Linked DNA regions of Sus scrofa: all the other regions are linked to region 4. Evidence: chromatin contacts called from public Hi-C, HiChIP or PLAC-seq and promoter capture Hi-C data. All regions are on one chromosome and are shown on one strand. The core of a region is the stretch at or near the end of the contact, and the rest is flanking DNA. Distances in the headings are between cores, read along the strand shown. Region 1 holds the start of ARFGAP2 (ADP ribosylation factor GTPase activating protein 2). Region 2 holds the start of MADD (MAP kinase-activating death domain protein). Region 3 holds the start of NR1H3 (nuclear receptor subfamily 1 group H member 3). Region 4 holds the start of AMBRA1 (activating molecule in BECN1-regulated autophagy protein 1).

Region 1 (2,700 bases), core at 44-2,543, 540 kb before region 4:
AGTGACCAATCCCCCTTTCCGCAGGGGAGGAGCTGCTGAAGATGAGCGAGGAGGATGAGCAGGGCTGGTGCCAGGGCCAGCTGCAGAGTGGCCGGATTGGCCTGTACCCTGCCAACTACGTTGAGTGTGTGGGGGCCTGACCTGCCCTTACAGCCCTTCTACATGTTTCTCCACCCCCACCACCCCTTTCAGTCTGAGCCTAGCTTGTCTGGGCAGCTGGACTTGAGGGCCCTGAACCATGCTGCCCCTGGTGGCCCTCTGTCCCTTTCAGGAGAGAGGAAGTCTTGAGACTCCCAGGAGCAAAGGGGCCTGCCTCTAGGAAGGGACTGGTAGGGAAGGGCCAACTGAGTCTGGACTGAGGGGAAGGTGGGAAGGTCAGGAGGTAACAAAAGGGCTCAGGGGTGCCTGGGCCTCCCCAGGAATACCCTGGTCTCCCCAGGAGTTGTGGACCCAGTGCCCAGTCTGTGTTTTGAGCTTCCTGGGGCGCGCTTGGGGTGAGTGTAGTTCTGGGCTAGCAGCACTCTTTTGTGGCTTCTAGTGTGTATTAAACTTGGAAAAAATAAACTTGGAAGAAAAACAAAACACTGTCAGGCTTGTGTGCGTCTTTGTTACCCCCCGCCCCTCCGCCGCCAGGCCACCGAGGGCATCTGGAGCCAGGCACTGAGGAGAGGTCGTGGGCCTGAAGTATATTATGGGGGTGGGGGTTGGGCAAAGGTTGTCAACTTGGTACCTGCTCTGGACTTGGGACCCTAACTTGGATTTGGGACCCTAACCTGGGGCGGAAGGGACTCGAGATAGGGCTAGATGCGAGCCGACCACGACTGGAGGCTGGGTGAGGAGTTCTGAGCGGGGCGGGAGCCCAGTCAGTTTACCTTCCCGTTCAGGGCGGCAGGCCCAGGAGTGCTTGGTAGGACTGTTAATCATCACTCACTCTTTGGGATCTGGCCCGAGAAGAGGCCGGCTTCCCCGTCTCGCAGCCCACGCTCCTGAGAGATGGCTCCACCTTCTGGAGAAGACCGGACCTGCGGGCGCCTCTGCGGCGACGTTTGGGCCTGCGGGCGAGCCGTCGCCCCGCCCCGACTGCGGATTGGCCCCGGCGCGGCGTGGCGTGGATTCGAGCGACTGCCGCCGAGCCCAGGCCGCTGATGGTTCGGCTCCTGCTCCACCGACCGCCCATTGGTCGGGATCCGGACAAATCACCCCGCCCCTAGGCCGGCCGGCCCCCGCTGAGCCCCACCCGCTGACCCGCGTTCGCGGCCGCGGATTGGCCTGTGACGCGACCCGTCGCTCGCGCTGGAATCTGGGAAGGAGAGAAAATGGCGGCCGAGCCGAGCAAGACAGAGATCCAAACTCTTTTTAAGAGGCTTCGCGCAATTCCAACCAACAAGGTGCGTGAGTGGGAGGCGGGCAGGGCCAGGCACTGGCCGAGAGGGACTCCCCTGGTTCCCTTGGCGCCTGAGGGAGGGAGAGGGAGGGCGTGGACTGTCTTCCCGGGGTGTCAGCGCTCGGCCTGGACCTGGGGCCCCTGACCATTCGCTCATCGCCTTTTTCACGCAGGCCTGTTTTGACTGTGGCGCCAAGAATCCGAGTTGGGCTAGCATCACGTATGGTGTTTTCTTGTGCATTGATTGCTCCGGGGTGCATCGCTCCCTGGGCGTCCATCTCAGCTTCATCAGGTAGGGTCTTTTCGCGGCCGCTGTGCTTCCACCCTGCCGCCCGGGGTTCATCGGGGGAGAGTGGCTGCTTGAACTTGGATCGCCCTGAGTTCGGTATTTGCGATCCTCTCATGAGTGGAAACAGCCAGTGTGGGCCCCTTACCACGCAGCCGGTTCGACTCCGCATGTGGGTCAAAACTCCTTTCTTTCCTGACAGTCAGAATTGACATTCCGAGCGTCAGTTTCAGGGAAGAGTTATCTGCATTGATCTTGTTGCTGATACATTGGAGCCAGACTGTGGCTGTGCTTAAGGGGAAGGTCGAGTCCAGGCTTGAGTGCTTGAGAATTTGACCTCCTTTCCATCTGGAAAATAATTGGTAGCCATCTGACTAGATGGATGTAGAGCAAGGCTTTCATGGATAGGGTAGAATGGAGGAAACACGGTGGCGGCTGATGAATATTTCCTGGGCGCTTGCTGCAGCCCGAGGCCAAATGACAGGTGTGGGTCTGCCAGGGAAGCGTCTCCTGGAACCTGCTGGTAGGTGACACGCAGCCCTTGCACACAGGTCCACAGAGTTGGATTCCAACTGGAACTGGTTCCAGCTGAGGTGTATGCAGGTCGGCGGGAATGCCAATGCGGTAAAGCTCCTTCTTACCATCCTCCCACCCCCATTCTTCTGCCTGAGTACTGACTCTACAGTGACTTCTTGAAGGCTCTCTCAGTTTCAGTTAGGAGAAATCTCTGGTCTATGGCAACACTGTACCCTACTCTCTAAACTTGGAAATGTATCCCTGTTCTTCACAAAGGGGCTTTGGTTTTAAACCGAGCTGGACAGACATTCTTGGGGCAAGGCCAAGGGAGTTGGGGCCTTCGCAGTCATCACGGTCTTGGGGGCCTGGATGAAGGATGGGCAGAGTGGGTACAGCATGCTGTCCTCAGGCAAAGTTGAGTGAGGGCTGGGCTTCCATCATTCATCTCAGAGGTTCGAGACTGTGGTTTTTTGCAGGAGTTTCTGAGAAACTTGATGAAAAACTCTTGGTGTCA
Region 2 (2,700 bases), core at 196-2,695, 620 kb before region 4:
TTAGTTATTCAAACTGCAGAGATAAGGCTTTTCTTCCCATTCGCTCCCCTCTTCACAAAGACTCTAAATCCTCTTAACACTACCTATACTCACACTGTCTTCACATCCACCCAGACTCAGACTCCGCCTCTTGCCTCAACCATATTTACTAACGGGCAGCCCCTCATTCCCAGCTCCTATATTCCAAAGGCATCAAGCTCAAGACTCATACCTATCCGCTGAAGTCCTACACAATTACCACCCAACACCATCCACACGCAGATTTAGAATCCACAGACCTTTAAGCTATCTTGTCTTTTCAGCTTACAAATGGCCATGTTAACCAGCCCTTTGGATTCGTCCCTCATTTTGGCAGGATGTCACAGTAAAACCACAAGAACCAGAGAGTGATAGGACATCTGCTGACGTGAGCACAATAAGAGGCTCTCTCCCCTCCTCCTCCCCAGGCAGTGACCTTGCAAGCGCATCAGCACAGACTGGTCCAACGTGGGGAAGAATGAGAGCAAGGAGGCAGCAATAGGCAGGGTTGGGGAAGTAGGGAAGGCAGGGAAAGAAGGATGAGTCTAAAGATGCACGAGGATGGGGAGACAATCAGTTTCAGGAAAGACTGAACGGGGTCTCCACTCCCCAACAAGCCAATTTTGAAACACCAAATTAAAAAAAAAAAAAAAGAAAATTTAAGAAGCCAAAGTGTTTATTCAAATTCTAACCAAAAATGGGGAACGCGCGCGCGCACACACACACACTCACGCACAGACACAGACACACGTACACACGCGCGCCATGTGTTTAGCCCCCGGACAGGACAGCTCTGCCCGCCCCCTCACCTGCTGGACAGTTCTCCCCCGCACCCGCCCCGGAACCAGGGCCGCCCGCCAGCCTCGCAGGAATCTAGCCCCGCAGCCGCAAGCTGCGCCCAGGTTCGCAGCTGGAACCCCTTTGGCCCCCACCCCTTGTCCTACCCCCTTCCTACAGACCGCTGCTCTCTCTCGAGACCCCACGCCCCCTCACACAACCTTGGGGGCTCCTTAGAGTCCCCTTCCCACTAAAGCCCCTGTTTCCTCTCATAGTCTGTATCCCCCGGGGAGCCCCACCCCAAACACCCTTCCAGGCCCCCAGTGGCCCAGACCTTCCTACCTCTGGAGCCTCTGAAGACCGGCCAGGTTCGGCCGCACGACTCTCTGCAGCCAAGCGTCAGTCGCTCGCCGGCGCGGACGCCGCTCAGAGCGCGCGCCAGTTCCGCGTCCTCACCGGGAAGGGGGGTGGGGGGGCGCCTACCACTCCGACCCGGTGAAGGAGGGGGAGCCGAGGGGGGCCGGGGGCCGTACCATTCCCCCCGGGGAGGACAGGGCTGCACCAAGCCGAGGGCTGAAGGGTGGAGCCGACCTCAGGAGAAAGGCGGCTACGCACACACCTATCCGTGTGGGAGTGGGAACGCGATGGGGAGCGTTGGGCCAGCCCAGCGCCTTTACGTGCCAAGGGGAGGACCCACAGGAACACTTTTTCTTTAGGTTACTAAAACAGATTTTAATTCGGCATGGTAATGGAGTCCATTTCGAGGAAATGTGGATTAATCTGGAAGAGACTTCTCAAGATAAGCTGCCCCTGAGACTTTCTAACCGTCCCTCTTACCTGACTTCCCTCCCCCCGCTCGCGCTTTGGAGGTGCCCAGCCTCCCGGGCTGGCAAGCCGGCGGCCTCGGCAGTGGAACCTACCAATTCAGGGGCGGCGGGGGGACCTGATGCCGGAAGGCGCAGGCCGCGGTTTCACCTACACCGGGACGCTCCACGGGAGGGGGCGTGAGCGGTGCCGCGGTGCCCGCTGGGAAATGGAGTCCAGCCCTTTGGAGACGCTAACCCTGAAACCGGTCAGCCTACCCCTGGCCTCAGGGGACCTTTCTTCCTGTCCCAAGGGTCTGCGGGCCAAGAGGAAGGATTGCTCTTTTTCAGCTGTCAACGGGAAAACCAAGGTATTATACCCGCGGGCATGAACACAGGTGCACGACTGAGGCGTTAGGTCGGAAAATCCCACACCCCCTTCCCACAGGAAGACAACCGATCCCACCTGGATCACTGAACGGGAAGGGGGCATCTAAGCCTCAACATTTCATTGACCCTTATGGCTCAATGGGGCTAGTAAAAGGAGGTCCCCGCTCACTGCCAAGGCTGTCACTTGTGACTTGTCTCCCTCCTCGGAATCTGGAAGCAGCTCCTTAAAGGACACAGCCTTCCCTCCTCTGTTGCCGGGCCCCCACTCCCAATCCAGAAATGGGTTTCTCTCATCCTGTATTAATTTCGATCTTCCTGTACACCCAGTGCCAGTCCTATCAGTGAGGCAGCCCTGAGGCATTTACGGCCAAGCCGCAGGCTAACAGTGGAGAATTCTTCTTGGGGCCCCGTGGGGAAAACAGGAAGTGGTAGAGGCAGGATGGGCAGGGCCCTGGCCAACCTTGTGCAAAGTGGCCCCCAGGTTCATCCATTTGGCAGGGTCAGTACCGTCTTCACATGGGAGCACTGTTTCAGCAGAATCCCCAGGACCCAGCAGCCACAAAATTCCCAACCCTTTGACTCTTTTAATGCCACGTGAGGATGTCCTTTGCCCAGCCCTCAGGAATGTCTGCCCTTCTCAGTCACGCCTCAGCCATCTACCCCAAAAAACAGAAGACACGGTGTGGGGGAAGAACAGTCACTCGTGCACATC
Region 3 (2,700 bases), core at 104-2,603, 600 kb before region 4:
TGAGTTGCTCCTGCTTGGCTTGGGAATTGGCAAAACGGATCAAGCATCCAAGCTCAGATTTAAGGGTCTAGCAAAGTAGTTTCTGACTCTGAAATAGCTCAAGCTTTCAAGACATTTTTGGAGTACCTGTTATGGGCCAGGCACTATGCTAGCACTGCATATAATGGTGTGCCATACAAACTTGATCTTTGTCTCTAGATGTTGTATTGTCTCCTTGAGGGCCAGCTCTTGCCTGATCTTGCCCTTCCTTACAGCTTCTTCCTCTCTCTTCACAAATAATTATTTCTGTTCCATATCTTATTTCCTCTCCTGGTCTCTAAGCCAGTTATAAAAGGGGAGATAGTTTCTGCCCTCAAGGACCTGGGCCTAGATAGGGTGACAGGTGGTGTAATAAAACCAGGCACACAGACGGACCCAAGAGCCTTGTTAACTAAGCACTTTGGACTGGGAGGGGCATCTGACCTAAAGCCATTCTCACAGGAGTTTTTCACAGACTGGGGACAGCAAACCCCCCAGCTGCATTTTGGGCCCTGGCTGTAAAGAGGGATGGGGAAAGCCAGAGGGGGGAGAGGGCCAGATGCACGGAGGATTTCATTTGGTAGGTGTCCACCAAGAACCGGTCCTCCCCTGGGACCCCATGGAGGGGCCAGAGCTCCCCCACCCACTCGTGAGACTCGTGTTGTCATCTCTGCAGGTTTATGTTCGAAGCACAGACTTTGACCGGACTCTCATGAGTGCTGAGGCCAACTTGGCTGGACTCTTCCCCCCTAATGGGATGCAGCGCTTTAATCCAAACATCTCTTGGCAGCCTATTCCTGTCCATACTGTGCCTGTTACCGAGGACAGAGTAAGACTGGCCAGCCCTTCCCTGGAGGCGGTGAGGGGGGCAGCTCTGGCCATTGGGCTGCTGATCCCCGACTCTTTCTCTGCCTCTGCTTCCCCCTTTGGTCTGCAGCTGCTGAAGTTCCCGTTGGGCCCATGTCCCCGTTTTGAGCAGCTGCAGAACGAGACCCGGCGGACACCAGAGTATCAGAATGAGAGTATTCAGAATGCAGTGAGTGGGGCCGAGGTGGAGGTCACCACACATTGTCCTTTCCCCCAGGGCAGGACTGATCCCTGATCCCTTTCTCATAGCAATTTCTGGAAATGGTGGCCAACGAGACAGGGCTTACGGACCTGACACTGGAGACCGTCTGGAATGTCTATGACACACTCTTCTGTGAGGTGAGCTGGCTCAGGGTCCCCGGTATGACTGTCCTCCTCTCACACCTCAGCAGGCCTAGGTGACCAGGCCATGTGCAACCGTGCCTGGACCCCATTCCTACCCGGGAGGTCCAGGCAAGCCGCCTCTTGTGAAACAAGGGAACTTCCCTCATGGGTGAAAAAGAACCTCAGAGTGGGAAATAGTTTATCGATCGTCAGCAGTTCCTGCTTCTCTCCACCCCGAGCTCTCGTGGTATCTGACTCCGTTCTGCTGAGTCACACTTTTGGTGCCCGAGCCTCCTTTCCTGTGCCCTGCGGCCTCATCACTGTCCACCATGTCTCCTGGTCGCAAACCTCTGCCTCTCCTCTCCCTGCACACACCCACACACACACAGGAAGAGAACGGCTCCCGGGAGAGGCTCTGGCCTGGGTGAGGAGCTAACCTGCCCGCTGCCACATACAGCAGACACACGGGCTGGTCCTGCCTCCCTGGGCCTCACCCCAAACCATGCAGCGTCTGAGCCGGCTAAAGGACTTCAGCTTCCGCTTCCTCTTCGGGATCTACGAGCAGGCAGAGAAGGCCCGGCTGCAGGGGGGTGAGTGACAACAGCAGCATGTCACTCCCCTGTCAGATCCCTACAGCATTAGGAATCCGCTCTTGGGGGCCTCTCACATGCTACCTGAAGTGTTCTCTGCTCTTCAGAACTAGGCCCCCCTAGTCATCCCCTTAGTCATCGGTGTCCCCAGCTGTCTAGATGCCTAGCACGTTTGTCCTGTGTGAGTGAGCACGGTTGGGTGTGTGCTGCTTTTCTGCCATTCACATTCTTTTAAGTTTCACCATGTCAGAAAGCCCTCCCTCCCCTCCAATGAATCCCTTCCTCCAGATGACCACAAGGGCCCACTTTGAAAGAGGCTGACAGTCATACACAGGCCAGTTTCCTGACGTGAGCACCCCAAGGGAGTGCCAGCTGACGAACCTTTGCGACATCTCAGTTTTCAGAGCCTGCACATGACAGAGTTCCCCTGGCCTGGAGCCACCATCTTGTGTGTTCTGAAGCAATCTTGAGTTTATATTTATTCCCACCTGGAGTAATTCTTCAAACATGGGCAGGGCTTCGTAACTCATTTATAAATAAGTGGCGGGTTTCTGCATCGGTGTTGAAACACAGATAGCTAGCTTGAGCTTGCTTTCTCCTACACATGTGAAAGTTCTTAGAGAGCAGGTGCCGTAGAGTTCCTGTGTAGTTCCCATGAGCCTGGAGTTCTCTGTGGTGATCAGAGCCAGGACTCGCAGAGGGTGAGAGAACGGCAGATAGGTCTGGTGAGAAGATGGTGACGGCTATAGCCACTGACACTGGGGACTTCTGTCCTTCAGGAGTCCTGCTGGCCCAGATACGGAAGAACCTGACCCTGATGGCAACCACCTCCCAGCTCCCCAAGCTGCTGGTCTACTCAGCGGTAAGCTCCCACAGCCCGCGGTGTGCGGATGTCAGGCCA
Region 4 (2,700 bases), core at 37-2,536:
AGGCTAGGGGTCCAGTTGGAGCTGTAGCCGCCAGCCTACACCACAGCCACAGCAATGTAGGATCCGAGCCACATCTGCGACCTCTACCACAGCTCACGGCAATGCCGGACCCTTAACCCACTGTGTGAGGCCAGGGATCGAACTCACAACCTCATGGTTCCTAGTTGGATTTGTTAACAACTGAGCCATGGTGGGAACTCCGACAGTGGATTTTTAATCTGCTGCACCATAAGGGAAATCACAGGATTTTTTTTTTTTTAAGGGTCGAACTAGTGGCATAGAGAAGTTCCCAGGCTAGGAGCTGAATTGGAGTTGCAGCTGCCAGCCTACACCACAGCCACAGCATTGCCAGATTCGAGCCTCATCTGCAGCCTACACCACAGCTCATGGCAATGCCAGATCCTTAACCCACTGAGCAAGGCCAGGGATCGAACCCACATCCTCATAGATACTAGCTGTGTTTGTTACCACTGAGCCACAAATGGGAACTCCTTGTTTTTGTTTTACATCTTTCTCTCCCAGTCTCCTCTCTCCTTAAGAGGTAAGGTAAACTATTATAGTTGGTAATCCATATGTAGTGATCTATATGATTTATTAAATTGTGCCTGGGATGAAGATTTCAATCCATATTTGTGCTGACCATATGTTACTGTCTACTAAGAGACTTTGGAAAGTTTTCATGATGATAAAAATGTCAACACACTTTATTAGTTTCGGAATCCAAAGAGACTTTCAGTTATTGTGTAAGAAGCACACCTGTGGTCCTAGGTCTTTGGAATATAATAAAAAAGCAATATATATTTTTTTCTGGCCTTAAGTTCAAACTTAACACTGAATTTTCCCAGCTTCTCTCTGCTGTGCTTATGGCCGTTAAATTGGAGCGTCAAGAGAGACTATTCATTTCGTTCCTCAGCCTGGATTCTCTCATTCTCTCTATGCCTCTATTATATCTATCTAATTCATCTCACTGTTCCATGAGGAAACTAAGGTCAAATTTGCTGAGTTGGGATAAATAGTGTAGGTGGTCCATAACATAGTTAGATAGCAAGTGTTATTATACTCTGACTTAATCGTCAACACGCTCAAGAAAAACTCCGGTTCTCTAAACAATTTAGCCGGCAGCCGAGACAGAAAATGGCAGAAGCCCAGACTACTTTACTCCATTGTTTATGATCTGGGTTTGTTTGTTTATGCCTTGGACATAAGCCGGACCTTGAGTGGGAGCAAGCTGTTTTTCGGCGCTCGACTCGAGTTCCTTGAACGATTGCTTGGGCGCTCCTCCTTTGATGTCTGGGGCGTTCGTGTATTCGGTGATCTTTTGCGCCGTCTTCTTGCTTGATGTCTCCCGAGCGGCGGCGTCGCCGGGTCCAGGGCTGACTTATCCGCAAGGCCCCGCGCTCAGACTGCTTTCTCCCGCTGGTCGGTAGAGCGGACCCCTTGCTTCCTTCCAGCTGCTTCTTCTATCTGTGGTTCAGTCCATCCGCTGGGCTGCAGACCGAGCCCCCGCCGGCCTTGCAGGTAGGCCCGGGAGGAGCCTGGGAGGCCCAGCCCGGCATCCTACCGCCGCCGGGTTGAGAAGACCTTGGCGCCGGCGGGTGGGAGGGTGGGTCGGCCGCGGAGACACGGCCAGAGGAGGAGCTACCCGGCCGCGTTCGGGGGCGCGGTCGGAGAGGCGACAGGGAACCGAGGAAGAAGCCGGAAGGACGGAGAGATGCTTGGGCTGCCCGGTGTGGTTCGGTAGGAGGGCATGTTGGGTCTGGGGCGAGTGTTGGCACCCCCAGTGTATGGGGAAATTGCTTTCCAGGAACGGATAGAGCTTTACGCGCTTTGACCCTCCTTCTTTTCTTTCCTTTCACCCCCCAAAGGCTTCGGGTGTCATGACTCAGTTGCACTGGGGACACCCTCTGAGTCTGAGTCCCCTTTGAAGGGACCCTTGAATAGGTGGAGGTTTGTGGAACAGGGCCCTATGGCTCCTCTGAGCGAAGTGTCATATTCTTGACTTTTTTGGGTAGGGAAACTGAGGCTAAGCTGGGACGTGACTTTTTCTCATATCCCTGACAGATCTTTAAATGCACCATAAGTCATTTTTGGTCGTTTACCAGTTTACTCCCCCCCACCCCCTCTTTACCAGTCATTTTATGCACATAGTGATTTGTCGTTGGCTTGTCGTGATCGCTTCTTCCTAGGAATATAGATTTTGTCACCGGAGACTTAAGAAGTAAAGGGACCACGCGATCTTTTGTCTGGCTTTGCTTTTCAAAGTCTGTATCATTTTAGCGAGACAGTTACTTTGTTTTCTTGATAGGAAATTTTGTTTGCTGTTTGATTTGCTTTCCAGTTGATACTTTTTTCTCCTCTTTCCCTTCAGCCTGTTTTTCGGTGGAAGTCTTTAACCTATGGTGTTAGGTAGTTAATGTCCTACAGAGGATGGTCAATGTTTTGAAGTCAGATATTTGTCTTGAGAGACTGCTTTCTAGGAAGAATCCAAATGAAACTCAAGGAGTCTCTTTTGGACCAGTTTTGTTGTATTCGATTAGTGGCTTAGTTACTAGAGTGAAAAAGCTTCGTGTAGAAATCATTCAGATATTTAAACTGAAAGTTAGCACTCTGGGAACTCCGTTATGTTTTCCTTCTCTCTCCCAGCTTGGAAACTTTGGGGACTAAATGTTCACAGTCATTTTATTTTCATTGGATTCGGTG

What was found. Promoter capture Hi-C pulls out the DNA fragments that hold promoters and counts their contacts. Hi-C and Micro-C count contacts between places; a contact is called where the count stands out from the background. HiChIP or PLAC-seq counts read pairs in DNA pulled down with a chosen protein or histone mark.
Region 1: a contact with region 4 is called in a Hi-C map of liver, with 3 times the contacts expected there. The contact joins the promoter of ARFGAP2 here to the promoter of AMBRA1 in region 4. A contact is called at or near these places in 1 of 5 promoter capture datasets (fetal liver) and 1 of 47 Hi-C or Micro-C datasets (liver).
Region 2: a promoter capture Hi-C map of liver shows a contact between it and region 4, with 2.4 times the contacts expected there. The contact joins the promoter of MADD here to the promoter of AMBRA1 in region 4. A contact is called at or near these places in 1 of 5 promoter capture datasets (liver) and 1 of 2 datasets of contacts at active chromatin or transcription factors (alveolar macrophages).
Region 3: an H3K27ac HiChIP or PLAC-seq map of alveolar macrophages shows a contact between it and region 4. The contact joins the promoter of NR1H3 here to the promoter of AMBRA1 in region 4. A contact is called at or near these places in 1 of 5 promoter capture datasets (liver) and 1 of 2 datasets of contacts at active chromatin or transcription factors (alveolar macrophages).

Annotation. Positions count from the first base shown.
Region 1 is chr2:15,389,310-15,392,009 of Sscrofa11.1, forward strand. It overlaps ARFGAP2 (ADP ribosylation factor GTPase activating protein 2), which reads left to right and starts at 1,294. Exons shown (of 16, transcript NM_001244552.1): 1 at 1,294-1,388; 2 at 1,558-1,676; 3 at 2,222-2,294. The coding sequence starts at 1,317. It overlaps PACSIN3 (protein kinase C and casein kinase substrate in neurons protein 3), which reads left to right. Exons shown (of 10, transcript XM_021085228.1): 10 at 25-584. The coding sequence ends at 140.
Region 2 is chr2:15,313,777-15,316,476 of Sscrofa11.1, forward strand. MADD (MAP kinase-activating death domain protein) reads right to left here and starts at 1,446. Exons shown (of 36, transcript XM_021085175.1): 1 at 1,138-1,446. It overlaps NR1H3 (nuclear receptor subfamily 1 group H member 3), which reads right to left. Exons shown (of 10, transcript NM_001101814.1): 10 at 2,553-2,700. The coding sequence ends at 2,686.
Region 3 is chr2:15,335,432-15,338,131 of Sscrofa11.1, forward strand. It overlaps NR1H3 (nuclear receptor subfamily 1 group H member 3), which reads right to left and starts at 1,354. Exons shown (of 10, transcript NM_001101814.1): 1 at 1,177-1,354. ACP2 (acid phosphatase 2, lysosomal) reads left to right here. Exons shown (of 11, transcript NM_001244740.1): 4 at 695-847; 5 at 956-1,054; 6 at 1,135-1,224; 7 at 1,667-1,799; 8 at 2,579-2,661.
Region 4 is chr2:15,934,068-15,936,767 of Sscrofa11.1, forward strand. AMBRA1 (activating molecule in BECN1-regulated autophagy protein 1) reads left to right here and starts at 1,287. Exons shown (of 17, transcript XM_021085245.1): 1 at 1,287-1,518.